Linked DNA regions of Mus musculus: region 2 is linked to region 1. A link is a contact called in public HiChIP or PLAC-seq data. All regions are on one chromosome and are shown on one strand. The core of a region is the stretch at or near the end of the contact, and the rest is flanking DNA. Distances in the headings are between cores, read along the strand shown. Region 1 overlaps Gm33410 (a long non-coding RNA gene). Region 2 overlaps Bnc2 (basonuclin 2).

Region 1 (6,786 bases), core at 425-2,924:
TGTTTATGGGTATTACTCTGAAGCAATAGATCAATTCGAAAATCATTAATATTTCTACAATATATGTTTTCCCAATCCCACTTACGTGGTAAATTGCTTAAGTCTTGGGAAAACAATAAACAAAAAACACTCTCTGTAAGGTTTGCATATTCAGATATTAGGTTCATAAATCTTGCTAAATGTATTTATACTATTATTTCATTTTAAAATACTATTAAAATGCTATCAAGTTTGAGGTATTCTTTTCTAATATTGCCACAACTAGATAATTGATTTTTAATTATGAAGATATACTGTTTTATCAAATATTTTCTTTATTTATATTTTGAGATGGTTATGATTTTTTCTTTATCCTGTTACTCTGATGAATTCTGTTGACTGATTTCTATGTTAAACCAACCTTGCATGTCTGAAGTAGAGTTGCTTTGTGATATTTGATCCTTTAAGTGTATCTATACATCAGAATTTTATTTCTGTGACAATGTTGGGTGCTTCGGCGATTGCATAGTATTGAGACGACCAAGTGAGCTGCCCAGCCAGGTATAATTCAGGGGCCGAGTGCATGCGGAAGCTCCCGGATTTCAGATCATACCGAAACCTAAAGCCCCATGCCACACTTATATTTAGGAGATGGAGAATTCAATCAGAACTGACCGCAAATCAGACCAAAGGGGAAAATCTATAGTTTGAAACTAATTTTCCTTCAAAAGGGAACAGAGAAGATGAATCACCAGCACTGGGTTATAATGTTGGGAGGCTCTGAAGGCCAAAATGGTGAACTGTAATTATCATTTATAATGTATATTCATAATCATATTGCTTCTAGAACATCTTCATTATCTTTCACTTTTGAAATGATTGTTGTTCCCAACAGACTGGAGAATCCACTTTTATTAGGCCCAGATCATCAATCCAAACCTTTTAAGGTAAGAGTGTTGCTACCTCAGAAGCCAAGGAGACATTTCCTAGCTGGAAAGTGAGCACTCCGTAGTCATTAGCCTCCTGGACCTGTGAGCCAACCCGGCTGCCACTGAAGTTACACTGGCCTCAAATTAACCTGCTCCATTTGTCCACGAATCTTGTCCCTCCTTCTACAGACTAAGTTCTCCACGGCCTTGACAAGCCTTGTTTTATACCAGAGCTAAGTTTCTGGGGGACGGCATGTCGAAATTGAATTTGGTTTCTACAGTTTTATTTGTAATGGAGCCTGTGTTTAAAAGAAAGCCATACTCAATACTTTAAAAGGCAAGTATCCATCGTCTCATCTAACTGGTGTCAGAAATCCTCACTTGCAAAGCGGTAATACCTTTCGTTTATTATTATGGTAGCATCATAAAGCGGACCTTCTTCTCACCTCCTGCACTCCCTGACTGCAGGATTCTTCGGGCAACGCTGATCTCCTCAAGCCTCACAGAGGCCTCCCTTTCCACTCTGTCTGTCATCTTCTCTCCGTCTCAGTGTTTCCTGACTCTGCCTTTGAGCTCCCCCGGTCTCCCAGTTCTGCCTCCCATGGTTGCTCCTCTGTACGATCCATGCCCTTTACTGTTGCGGTGGCCCACGCGCACTGACCTGTTTATGTTAAGACTCTTTGGGATCCTCAGGGACAGCTCACCAGTGACCAGGGGCAGAGCAGCTGTATCAACTCAGCTTGGGGAAGCTCAAGTATCCAGTGATCTTGGCTGCGTGGAGTTTGAAATTAAGCCCAGCATATTACTCACGGCAAAACTCGGGGCCAGCCAAGTTAAATAGAGCACTCCCCGAAACATTCGCAGACTGATTAGAGAAGGAAGCTCCGACTGAAGAGCTCCTATTTTGTGCCTGCTTCTTATTTTTTTAAACAACATGCTCTCTGCAAGCAAGATGGAGAAAGTGGAAACCTCAAAGAATGATATTTATTAATTTAAAATGTTTCGGCCTGTGAACATATGCCAGGTCCCTTTAACTTGATAACAATGGCCACAATTCAATCAAGCTCTTCCTCTCTTTAGAAAGGGCACTGAGTGCTTTGTAAGTAAGCACTGTTGCATTTAATCTTCATGTGAACTGCGCTGTAAGTAGGACTACTCTTCCCATCTGCAGGTGGGCAAGGAGAGGCCCAGAGAAAGCCCAGGACACACTTCTAAGTGATGGAGTTAGAATGTGCTTTCACCTTCTTAGCTGCTCTCATGTGGGTGCAAGTGCCCGGGAACACCTTAAGAGAAGCCGTGGCATTACCCCATGCCTCTGATGGGAAGATGGTTTTTGTTTGGAAGAACTTTGAAGGCCAGGAGTTCAGCAAGCTGGAACACACACCCTACTGAATCAGGCAGGGCTTAATTTGGCAGATTATTTTCTGACCAGAAGGAGATGCTTGCCTTGGAGGAAGAAAGGGGATCATTTAATGGACTTACAGAAAATATTAGTACTCTGTGTGTGTGTCTGTCTTTCTCTCTCTCTCTGTGTCTCTGTCTGTGTTTTTGTCTCTCTCTGTCTCTCTGTCTCTGTCTGTCTGTCTGTCTGTCTCTGTCTGTCTCTGTCTCTGTCTCTGTCTCTGTCTCTGTCTCTGTCTCTGTCTCTCTCTCTCCAGAACACTTGACCTCTTCCCAGGTCATGGATCATTCTCTCTGTTGGCCTTTCTACCTGGGATTGTTCTGGGAATCCTGAAGCTAAGTCCTTGGTCATCCATTTTACCAGACCTGTTCTATCATTTGATCGGGTATCACCGGCACCCTCTGCCGCTGAACATCCACATAGACATGTTTATCGGTGCACTGAGAATCGGTGTACTGAGAATCCTGCTTCTAACAAAGCCCTGGGAATTCCATTGTTTTCCATGCTGAAAGTTTTCATTTGAAAAATAGACCTCTTTGTTTAACTAATGAAAAGGAGGGGTTACTGCTCACTTCTCACGCTGGGTAAGAATTCCACGGGGCAGTAATTCTATTTCTCAGTGGAAAATGTTTCGGTTTCTTAATATTGTTTTGCAGGCTGGTCTCTTCCCAGCCCTTACTCCAAGGACCACACATAAACACATGTACACCCTCATGCATGCACAGTGAAGCATTTTCCACCCTTCCCTGTTGAGGGTTAGGGATGGTCACATCCTTTTTCCAACACCTGCAGAACAAAAATGAGGTGGGTCAAGAGCTGTCACCCAGCCAGAGACATCCTGCTTATTTGGGAACACAATGCCTTTCCCAGCCACATTCTAGCCCCAGAGGCTGGGTGGGCTGCAGAGGAAGGACACTGGACTCCAAACCTCCCTCGTATACACCTCTGTGTCGAGCAATTTTCTCATCAAATGGAAGGGGTGGTTTATAACAGTCCCTCCTCATGTTAGTATAAAGTGGTGACAAACACGGTGCTATCACCTTTGAATGTACTGTGTGGTCAATGTGCTGGTGAGTGGTCTAGACCACACAAAGCAAATCAGAATATGGCCCCAGAAGGCAACTCAGTAGAAGGAGAAAACTCACACACACTCACTTATACAGACTCACTCTGTCACTTAAATATATCAACTGCTGGGCAAGTGACATATGAACCGTTTTCAGCCTTAGAGTCTGGACCTATCACCCACGGGTGTGCAAAGCCATGGGCAGTATGTCTGCAGAATCTTTGCTTTTTCCCCCTCTCTTGTTCACTATTCACTGGCCTTCTAGATGTCCAGCTCCATTCTTATAAAACAAGCCACCTACAGTTGAGAGCTGGCCAGTAGAGCTAAGTCAGAGCTGTGGATCCTCCCCAGGTCGGCTATAACATGAATGTGGGCCGTGGGCACAGCATAGTGTATTGTAGAGTTGTAAGATCTACCAGCAGTGAGAACTATGGCATTCAGGAATTTGAAGAATTCCTTCTCTCTAGGTCTGTGAGTAGAAGCAATACATCTGCCCCCAGTATGTAGATTAAATGCAGTTCTGCATAAGGCAAAGAGGAGGCATGGGCAAGAAGACCATTGTGTGGAAAGAGCCATTTAGAAGATCCACTTGCATTGAATGTAAAGAAAACAGCAGCTGTTAGCATTATGTGAAAAAGAGCTTTGAGGGTAGATAGGATAGTAAGAAGCAAGTGTACCAGTCAGACTGCTTTCAGTTTTAAGTGATGGAAGCCTCGCTTCTAAAGTAACTTAAGCAAATAAATAAATAAGGGATGTATTGGTTCCCATAGTCTAGACACTTTTGGTTAGTTCTTGAGCTGAAGCTAAATACACAAAAATCAGATTATATTGTTAAGTCTACTCTCCTCTCTCTCTCTCCTCTATCTGAGTGTGTGTGTGTGAGGGGGGGGGGGGCTTAGGAGTCAGCAGAGAGACAACTGGTCTTTGCATCTGTGCACCAAACATTGGAAAAATTCTAATTGTCCTACCTTGGACATGTAACTGACTGTAGGGACATGTGATAGAAATTTCTTTGCATTAGTCAATCAGATGGTGCCTACTCTGGTCTAGAAAATGTCCAAGCCATGGGATACAACGGTAAATAAGGCAGGTCTCTGGAGCTTAGGGTCTTCTGAAATGTCAACATTTTAGTTGAGTCCTGCTGCATGAGGAGCCACACAGAAGCATAGCCTCCTCTTAGTTCACAAAGAAGCCCGCATTTGCTCAATTAATAGAAAGCCATGAAATAGAATTCTGTCTACTGTAGGTTCCCTCATGTAAGATAAGCATACCCAACCAGTAGTACAACAGGATACTCTACCACCCCAAGAAGGAGTCTCTGAAAACATGTAGCAGACAGCACTTGTCCACAAATCTGTCCTCAAGGAGGCAGTGTGGAGTTCACTAAAGAAACCCTCACATCCATCTGACACACAGGCATGCAGACCAATTCCATCATGGTTAGAAGCGAGCAGGACCTATAGCTCTTACCATCTGCCCTTCTCATCACAGCTTCAGGAGGGCTTCAGAAGTTTAGAGTTGAGGTATCATTGAATTCTAAGGAGACCTTGGACTTCATAACCCAAGAGGTCTTTTTAAGGTGAAACAAAAGTCCATGTGTGTAGACTTGAGAAAGGGGGCTTTTCTAAAAGTGTGTATTTGGAGAGACCAGTATCCATGCTTCTGCATGACTTGGATATGTGGGCTAATAAGGAACTCTTGCCAAATATAACTTACTCAGTATTTGTCCAGTACCTGCAATATCCAATACTTTGGTTATATAAAGACAAATATTGCTATAGCTTTGCTTTGTAGGTAGAGATCTGCAAATACTCCCCCCTACAACACTGTGTAATTGCACCAAGAGATCACTTCTCCATGGTCTGTACAAGACACACAGTACGTTTATGATTGTGAAGGTCATGAAATTTTTTTCCCTTGCCTTATGATATCTTTGCAGACCCTAGACAAAACCAAGGAGATTCTAGAGCAATGAGGACAGGCTCTGGGCCATCTGGGGCCACCTCTTATTAAGCATGCTTAACCTCTACAGGCCCAAGGTGGTGTACAGCAAGCATCCCAAGGGCTTGCAGGACAATCATTACTTTTTATTATGCTTCTTACTGTCAGGTACTCTGAAATCCACATGGACGGGTCCTGTGATTCCAGGTTGTCCCCAAAGAGAAACTCAGGAATCAGTGATGAGCACAGCGGGAGAGGGAGCTCGCTGCCTATCTCAAAAGGGCACATCACCGCAATCACAGATAGCTTGTGAGCATATGCAGAAAGAATGCATCCTAGGAGCGAGTGTCAGGAGCTGCCCAGCAGAGAGAGATACACAAGCCAGATGCCCCTCCCTGCTTCCCTCTCCCCCACAGAAAGATGCCTCTAAAATATGTGGTAGAGGCCCGTTTTATCTCTCAGCACCACAGAACCCCCACTCCAGGAGCCACCTTTGCTGCTATCCCACTAAACCCACCCTGGGTCTCCCCTGGGCTAGATGCTGCCTTCATATTTCATGCAGAATGCCTCAGCTTCCCGGGAGCCTACGGCATGCCCTGCATTTTGATGCACTGGCCAGCTCTGACACCAGCCAGCTTCAGAGCATGCCTAATGAGGAGGCTGACACCACGTGGAGGAGTCAGGCCAGGCGGTGGAAGCCAGGAGCAAGGTGACTGGAAGGCACTGAGGGGAATCTGGCGAAGAAGATGGCGGATGCCTCTGTTAAAGACACTACTCTGTCACCAGATGTGGAAAACCGTGGACCGATTTAAACCACACCAGGATCAGGACAGACTTTCAGAGAAAAGAGCAGGGAGCAGACTTGGTAAAAGGATAGAATTAAGAGGAAAGAGAAGCCTTGCAGTAAGAGAGATTAGCATCTCTACGAGCTCACCTCACAGTGGGCAAAGCAGATGGCATTTCTTTTTCCTTCTGTGTCCAGCTTCTTTAGCGTTCCTTAGAGACTGCTTCACTATCTGGAAGATCTTCCCTTAAAACCCCATCTACCTCAATCCCATGCCTTAGTCCTCAGTTTGACTGCTTCCGTCAAGATAAATTGACCTTTGCTTCTTCAGGTATTGGAATGCACCGAAGGGCAGAGTGGGCACCTGTAATCACCATCCCAAAACTAGAAGGATGTGGAGGGACACACACACACAGCTTTCCAATACTCCTACCCAGTCCAGTCCCATGGGGCCAGCTCTCTGAGTTGAAGGGGTAGGTGCAGCAGATGTGTGAATCAAGGGTAAAGTCTCAAACTTGTACACATGTTACAGATGTGAGAGTCAAGACTGGCAGAGTTTAATTCAAGACCAAAACTTCAAGCTTCAAGCTGTACTCCTTTCAAATGAGCTGGCTGCCCATTAAAAAACTAAAACCCTTTCTTCTGCTTGAGTAAGGGATGGAGTCACAAGCTATTACTTAACTTA
Region 2 (7,202 bases), core at 802-3,301, 550 kb after region 1:
CTTCAGAGTTACATCTGGAGAGGTTCACATCGTTTTACAGTCACTCTCAGGATTCCTAGCTGACTTTTAGTCCTGCTTGATACATACTCACCCAAACAATTGAGGCCCTGAAAGGCACCACAGTTAATAATGTGTAACTAGCAGAAACACAAAAGGTGAAAAGCAGGTCTCTGTGAATTAAATTCTCATCTAATTATGTGACCTTTAGTGTCCTTCGACCCTTCCTGAGAACAGCCTAGTGACCAGCCTCAGCAGGACCCATGCAATAGGAATTTGATGGGGGTGGGAAAGAGGGGAGAACATTAAACAGATGAATTAAGAGTGAAGAATTAAGTCAACATGGCCAAGAGAGTCCAGCTCTAATTCTCTTACTTGCTTCCCACTGTCATATATTCAAGATGCAGAGAGCTCAGTCAACACACAGGCGTTTCAGCCATAAGGGAAATGGAAGACCTGCTGCTCACATGACTCTAATGCCTGGGGACTAGACGGAAAAATGTGGTATGTATGAGAAAGCCAGGGATGTTGGTGGAAGAGCAAGAAAGGCAAGAAGCCACTGTGGGCTCAAGTGTACAGAGGGGATCTCTGTAGTAGTTGAAAAGTACAAAGTACATGCAACTGGCTCTACTTCCAAAGATCCAATTAAGAGTACAGGAATACTAGCAAGAAAGAAGAAAATCATTTGATAAATAGGAAGGTTATAATCAACAGCACTGTAAACTCAGTCTGACTGTATATGCACATGTAGAGTCCAGAAATCAACGTGAAGTGTTTTTCTCCGTCACTCTCCAGCTTCATCTTCTTTTTTGGAAACAAGGTCTCTCCAACTGGAGCTGGCTGGTTCAATTGGGCAGTTGGTCAGCAAGTCCTCATGATCCATCTGTCTGTTTGCCTCCTCCCACTACAGAATTCAAACCCAGCCCCTCATGCATGCACACCAAGCACCATACTCACTGAGCCATCTCCCCGAGTCCCTGAATCCATATTCTCAAGCTGTTTAGCTGAAGATATTTTATTAAGGCATGTTTATACTTTTCATGTACAATCACAAATGCCACTGGTTTGTAGTACTATACATCCACTATTAACTACAAGTAGTATTTCTACTTCATAATACAAATGATCTCAAGTCTAAATTCCAATGTCTACAATGATGTGTTTATGCTATAAAGTTGTCAGAAACCTAGGGAAAAAAATGTAAAAAGTTAAGCCTCAGAGGGGGAAAAAAACTGAATTATAACCAGAAGTCTGCATGTTACTTAAAATGTGATAAGAACTGGAGTTGCTTAACCAAACCTTTTAATAATACCTTCTATAACTATACTCAACAAAAATCACTGAAACAAATAAATCTGTAGCTAATCCAGTGAGAAATATTGATCACATTTTATAGGAAACCCACAATAAACAACGAATCTTATTTATCTAACCCTCCAGGAACCAATTCCTATCAGATAGAAAACCTTAACTGAAAAGACTTAAGTGAGGCAGAGCCTTTCAGTTGCAGGCACAGAAAAAGAGCACTGTCTCTTTAAGTGGAAGGACCTGCTGCAGTTAGGTAGTATTAAGCCAAGGGAAAGTTCTGAAGTTTAACTCTCAGGAGCAAATGGTTTTTCTACTTGCGAAGAAAACTCTGTTGAAAGATAGAAGACTACATCCCACCAGTAAAAACAGAACAGTCTTCAGTCAGTGACAGCTTTGCCTACAGAGAGAGAGAGAGAGAGAGAGAGAGACAGAGAGAGAGAGAGAAAAAAGTGTCACAGGCTCACTTTATTAAACCATATGCTCACTGCCCTGTGAAGCAAGCAGGGTCACTAATTAGTTCATTCTGTGAAAGAAGCCCTTCCTGATCCCGTTGACTTTTGTCCCCCTGGTTAGCTCCAGCTATTTCTGTCATGCAACTTGAAAATCACTGGAGGGAGGAAGATCGCCATAACAACCGCTGAAATGATCTTGTGGAATGTGTCTAGTGGCACTGGAGTAACCTGAATATGTGCTCCAGATGTGTCGGCTGTCAGGGAAAAAGTAAACACATCTGACGGACAGCGTAGGACTAGATGGCCTCCAAGCGACTCCAGAGTCTGGGGGGAGGGGCTGCAGCTCCAGCAGAGGCCGCAGAGGCAGGGAGTCCCCAGCTGCAGAGGACTCAGGACCCACCAGGCCTGAAGGACTGAGTGTGACTGTTCCTCTGAGCACCTCCTGAGTGGCCTCTGCGAATTTCCGTCTGGCATGGACTTGTGAGCATTTGGGAGCAAACTAAAACATGAAGGCTGAGAGGAGGGGGGAGAGGGGAAGAGAGGAGCGGCTCAGAATGCTGCTTTCTGTCTTAAATATTAATGGCAACATGTTTCTGAAGCATTCTGTCTTGGGGTAGGGAGCTGTCTCTGGCCACTGCTCTCACTCTATCAAGTGAAGAGTTCTGTTTCTTTGCCCCCATGTGTAGCTAAGCGCCCGCCCTTTTATTAGGTGACTGAGGGACCACATTCCTGATAGCAAATGTTCCCTTTTTGATGATGGTGTGTGGTTCCATAGTTTTTCACAAGTTGGACATGCGGGTTGATTCCTTAATTCAAAACACTTTTTAAAAAATATTTTTTAAAATAAAATACACAGAAGTGGCTAGAAAACTACAAGGGCCAAAAATCCATTTTCACCTTACTTCCTGCCCTCCTGTATAACTGCAAAAAAACAAAAAAAATTAGATCTGTGCTCAGTGTTAAAAGTTCAGAAGTAAAGCAGAAGTTCTGTTAATATCTAGCACACAGTAGGTACTTTAATTTTAATGTACAAAATCCAAAAAATATTCATATAAACAGTAACAGGAAATGTTTTTTCTTTAAGTAACCAAGCTCAAAAATACTGAATAAACATAAATAGGTTAACTTATTTCCCCAGAGGAACGAAAAACACAGCACTAAAGAAAATCAGAAAGAGCCAGACCCTCAGTGTGGAACACATGCTGCCTACTCCTGCCTACATATGTGTAAAGCATCCACTACCGTCTCCACACGAAGGCTCGAGTCTGTGACAAGACTACAGAAGTCTGTGTGGAAATTTAGACTCCTTCAAAAGCTGTTCAGCCAGGACAGTCTAGCTTTTCTTTCAGGCCCTGCACAATTTTATTTCATGAAAAACTGTAATGGTTTTCTAACATTGTTTAGACACAGAACATAACTGCTCTGGAATATAATTATCTCTATAAGATATACAGTTACGATATACAACTGTTTACGTGATGTTTAAGTTCTTCAAATTGCCAAAGATTAACATTCACTAGGGCCAATAAATTCTACCAGCCCGACCAATGGCAGGCAGCATTCACCTGACTCTCTCACCCAAGGTGACGACTGCCAGCTTATAATCTCCCTTCAGCTTCTAAACATCAAACTTCCCCCTCCTGAGAGACCCATAAGTGATCTGGATTCTGAAAGTCCATCACCAAAAAGGGATATGGGGAGGAACCAAAATAATTATTGCCTGAGAGCAGAAAATGGGGTAAATCATCAACTGACTCCCAATTCACAGCCGTGACCTGGCAGAAGACGACACAGAGGGTGTTTGGAGGCAGAGAAACTTAACGTGGAAGCCTGCCTGAGAGAGCGGCAGAAATGCAGGGCACTGCTTCAGCCTTCCAGAAACTGGCTCCACTGGAAGCAGGCAGGAAGAAGCCAGGGAGAGGGTCACAACAGTGGGAAACGCTTGCTTTCTCTGTTTCCTCCTCCAAGGGAGAGCGCTGGCATTTCCTTGTGAGAGAAACTGAACTTCTTGACCAGTTAGACAACCTAAAATAATCTTCGCCGAAGTCCAATTCATAAACACCCATTGGCAACCTCTAAAAACCAGAAATCATCTGGGTGTGCACAATTTGCAGGGCACACTTTATGATGATTACAGTCCAATCTAGCCACCTTTCTACACCAGATTTTAAAACTTCATAAAGGCCTGTCAAGATTTTCAAATAAAAAAGTCAAATATTTAAAAACCTTTATAAGCCAAAATTATAAATGTGCACATTTGTAAAATGAAGTGCCAAGTGTCTGGAAGACGGACGGGCTTCTTTCTCAGCCATTCTCATTTTCCCTGATCCTTAGCATTGAACCAGTGAGGGATAAGCTTGTGTATCCAAAACACTTGGAAACATTCGTACTCATTTTTTTAGTATTTCTTATTCTTCTCAGGTTTTTTAAATGGAACTTGCAACACTTTTCCTCTTTAAAAGAATGGCATTATGATTTAAATGTAAAATGCCTTCCCCCTCGATGCCCCGCGCCCCCAATGTGGGCTTGTGTGTTCTAAACACTTGATCCCTAGCTGGTCTTGCTGTTTAGGGAGGTGGGGTCTAACTGGTAGAAGGGGGCACTGGGAGGTAGGGCCACTGAGGACAAAGCAGTTTCCAATCACGCTCTGTTTTCTGGTCTTCTGAGATGTGAACATGCCCCATCATGCATGAGCCATAGTGGTCAGCGATCCACACCTTTTCCACCATGGTGGAATACTAAGCCACAAACAAGCCTGTTTCTGTCATGTTGGATGCCACAAAGATGAGGAAAGAGTGACAGACAGAGATGGTCAGTAGGGCACTGGATCTCTTGGTTTAGTTACTTGATTTTGAATTATATGTAGATATGTGTCTGGAGGGGTTTATGTACACAATAGACCTCCTCTGCGGTGCTAGAGGATGGCAGACACATCTGCAGCTGGAGTTAAAGTTGTAAGCCACCTGATGTGTGTATGTGTGTGTCTGTGGGGCAGGTGGGTCACAACTGCCTGTAACTCAAGCTGCCAAAGATTCAATGCCCTCTTCAGATGTACATGCTCACTCTGTCTCTCTGTCTCTCTCTCATATATATACACACATAATTAAAAGTAAAATGAATCTTTCTTTTTTTAAAGATCTAAGTAAATAAAATGTGACAGCAATTCCTTCCTTTTCTCTAGGGCACTGCAGATCATCAACTATGAGCGAGTTAAGGAAGACCAGGACACTTGAATAATGTGGACCTTAAAACCTAACTGAACCTCTCCTTCCTTTTTCCTTCCCTCCCCACCCCTCCCCTCCCCAAGATCTTATAATGTTCTCCTGGCCTGGAACTCACTATATAAACCCTGCTGGCCTGGTTCTTTGAGGTCACCACCATGTGTCATGCTACCAAGGGAAAAGAAACCATGAAGGCAGTAAAGAATTCTAGAGACAAGCAGCAATTTGTGAAACAGAACACAGAGAACCCAGCATCTTCTGCCCAGTTTCAGGGACAGAAAGAATCCCTCATTAAGAACACAGCTTTGGGCTGGGAAGTCCCAGACTTCAGCAATAACAGTGTGGCAGCGTATGCCTTTAATCCTAGCATTCAGGAGGCAGAGGCAGGCCGATTTCTGAGTTGGAGGCCAGCCTGGTCTACAAAGTGAGTACCAGGACAGCCAGGGCTACACAGAGAAACCCTGTCTCGAAAAAAACAAACAGTGTCTTTGCTTAACATGAATGAGCCCTTCCAACTCCAGCAGCATAGTAAGTTAAAAAATAGCTTTAAATGCTGACTAGTTTACTAGGACTACAACATAAATTTACATAAAAAGCCATGAAGCCCTCCACCCTACTCATGGCCTTGACTATAAAACAAGTGAGCTAGAATCTTTGGAACCCTTAAGACAAAGCATAGCAATACTAATTTCTAAGAAAAATATTTTCAATAATTCCTCAATTTTAAATACTTCCCATATAGAATTTAAATGGAAGAAAACGCTGAACAAAACTTGAGACCTTGTTCAAATATCTTCTCCACACAAACAAGGAATCAGGCTTAAGGAATGGTTGGTCATTTGCCCAACATGACCCTACTATGTGTCTGGAGGAGAGAAGGCAAACAGTGCTCCACCCTCTCTCTGCTACTGGCAACTTCTCTCCCTATCTTCGAATGGCAACTGTCCAGTTTCTCACATGGTGAATTCTAACTCAGATGCCCTCTGCCTACAAATGAATGGCAAGAGCAACAACCAACTCCAAACACCTCCCTGACAGTCTCAACCTTCTGCTCCTAAAGCACTCACTTAGACTATTAAGAAGGAAGGCAGTCGCCCACTTTGAGTTTAACTCAACTCTTTGTTGCCCTGGCTCCTGGGACATGTGACTGCAGGTGCTGATATGCCAAGAGGAAGCCAGAGTGAGAAGTTACAATACTGGAGTCAGTTAGTGTCCTCAGAGCAGTAATGGCTGACTTTACCTACTCACTATGTGTTCCTTTAATCTTAATTATGAACAAGGAACATGTTTCTACTCTGGGTTTTCAATGTCATTGTCCCTGTAGGCCCCTCCCTGATCCGTGGCATGTTAGAAATTGCTGGGTGCTTGGCTTCCTTCCATAAGGAATCATTGTTCTTGCACATGGGACAAGTGATATCCCTGGATCCAGGAGGACCACTTCAGAGGGACTGACACAATGGCCATGTTCTTTAAAACAGAAAGAATGGTCTGAGTCAAAATTCTGCTGAAAACCTCCAGGCACCTCCCATCGAGGGACAGCCCCAGCTTACTCACCAATCATAACTCATTCTCTCTGCATCACCTGTGACAGCCTGCATCCTCACCTCAAGAGCACCATGCCCTCCGTGTGAGGTGACTTCATTTCTCTTTATCCATCTGACCTCAGCTAAAGGCCCTTCAAATTTGTCTGCCCTAACCACAAAACTACATTTGGTGGCCCCTGCTTCCTATCTGGGGGTTTTGAGGAATTCCTAAGCAAAAATAATAGCAACAACAATAATAATTCTGATATTATTAGCATGAAATTTTCACTCAAACTACACTACACTGGTAAAGAATTAATGTTACAAACTTCTACTTTCCAAAACCTCTTTTATTTCACACATTCCAAAAACAGATCAATACTTCTGAAAACTAGGGTCTCTTTACTCCTTTCCCCAGGTTGGCTTGTAATGTGTGCCTGCCGCAGAAAACAAAGAGAAAAATGTGCAAGCCTTCCGGTCAAACTAAGCCAGACTCTATGACGTCCCACCTGCCTGACCTCAGGCAATTCCACTGCCTTCTCCCGTCCACTCCTTCTTAGAAAAACAATGATGTCTTGCTCAGAGAATTCAGAAGACTTATACCTGGAAGCCAATGTGTGCTTTCCCAAGTACCATAACTGCCATTCTGCAACTCTGTCTGACCATCTAATGATACAGATCTTTGCATCCCTATGTAAACT

Evidence for each region. HiChIP or PLAC-seq counts read pairs in DNA pulled down with a chosen protein or histone mark.
Region 2: an H3K27ac HiChIP or PLAC-seq map of the NIH/3T3 cell line shows a contact between it and region 1, with 7 times the contacts expected there. The contact joins two enhancer-like sites. A contact is called at or near these places in 2 of 484 Hi-C or Micro-C datasets (liver and uterus), 5 of 115 datasets of contacts at active chromatin or transcription factors (the NIH/3T3 cell line, embryonic limb bud, embryonic stem cells and 2 more) and 1 of 9 other capture datasets (embryonic stem cells).

Annotation. Positions count from the first base shown.
Region 1 is chr4:84,086,752-84,093,537 of GRCm38.p6, forward strand. All of the region lies in intron 1 of Gm33410 (a long non-coding RNA gene), which reads left to right. Among named protein-coding and RNA genes, the nearest start is that of Gm33480, 8.2 kb to the left of the region's middle. Within about 2 kb of position 1,675, at least 38 of the 459 cell types and tissues checked have an H3K27ac peak or open chromatin away from gene starts, as enhancers often do. A contact at or near this core is called in the NIH/3T3 cell line and uterus, where this site is marked.
Region 2 is chr4:84,635,815-84,643,016 of GRCm38.p6, forward strand. The region is part of intron 1 of Bnc2 (basonuclin 2); the gene reads right to left. Among named protein-coding and RNA genes, the nearest start is that of Bnc2, 36 kb to the right of the region's middle. Within about 2 kb of position 2,052, at least 73 of the 459 cell types and tissues checked have an H3K27ac peak or open chromatin away from gene starts, as enhancers often do. A contact at or near this core is called in the NIH/3T3 cell line and uterus, where this site is marked.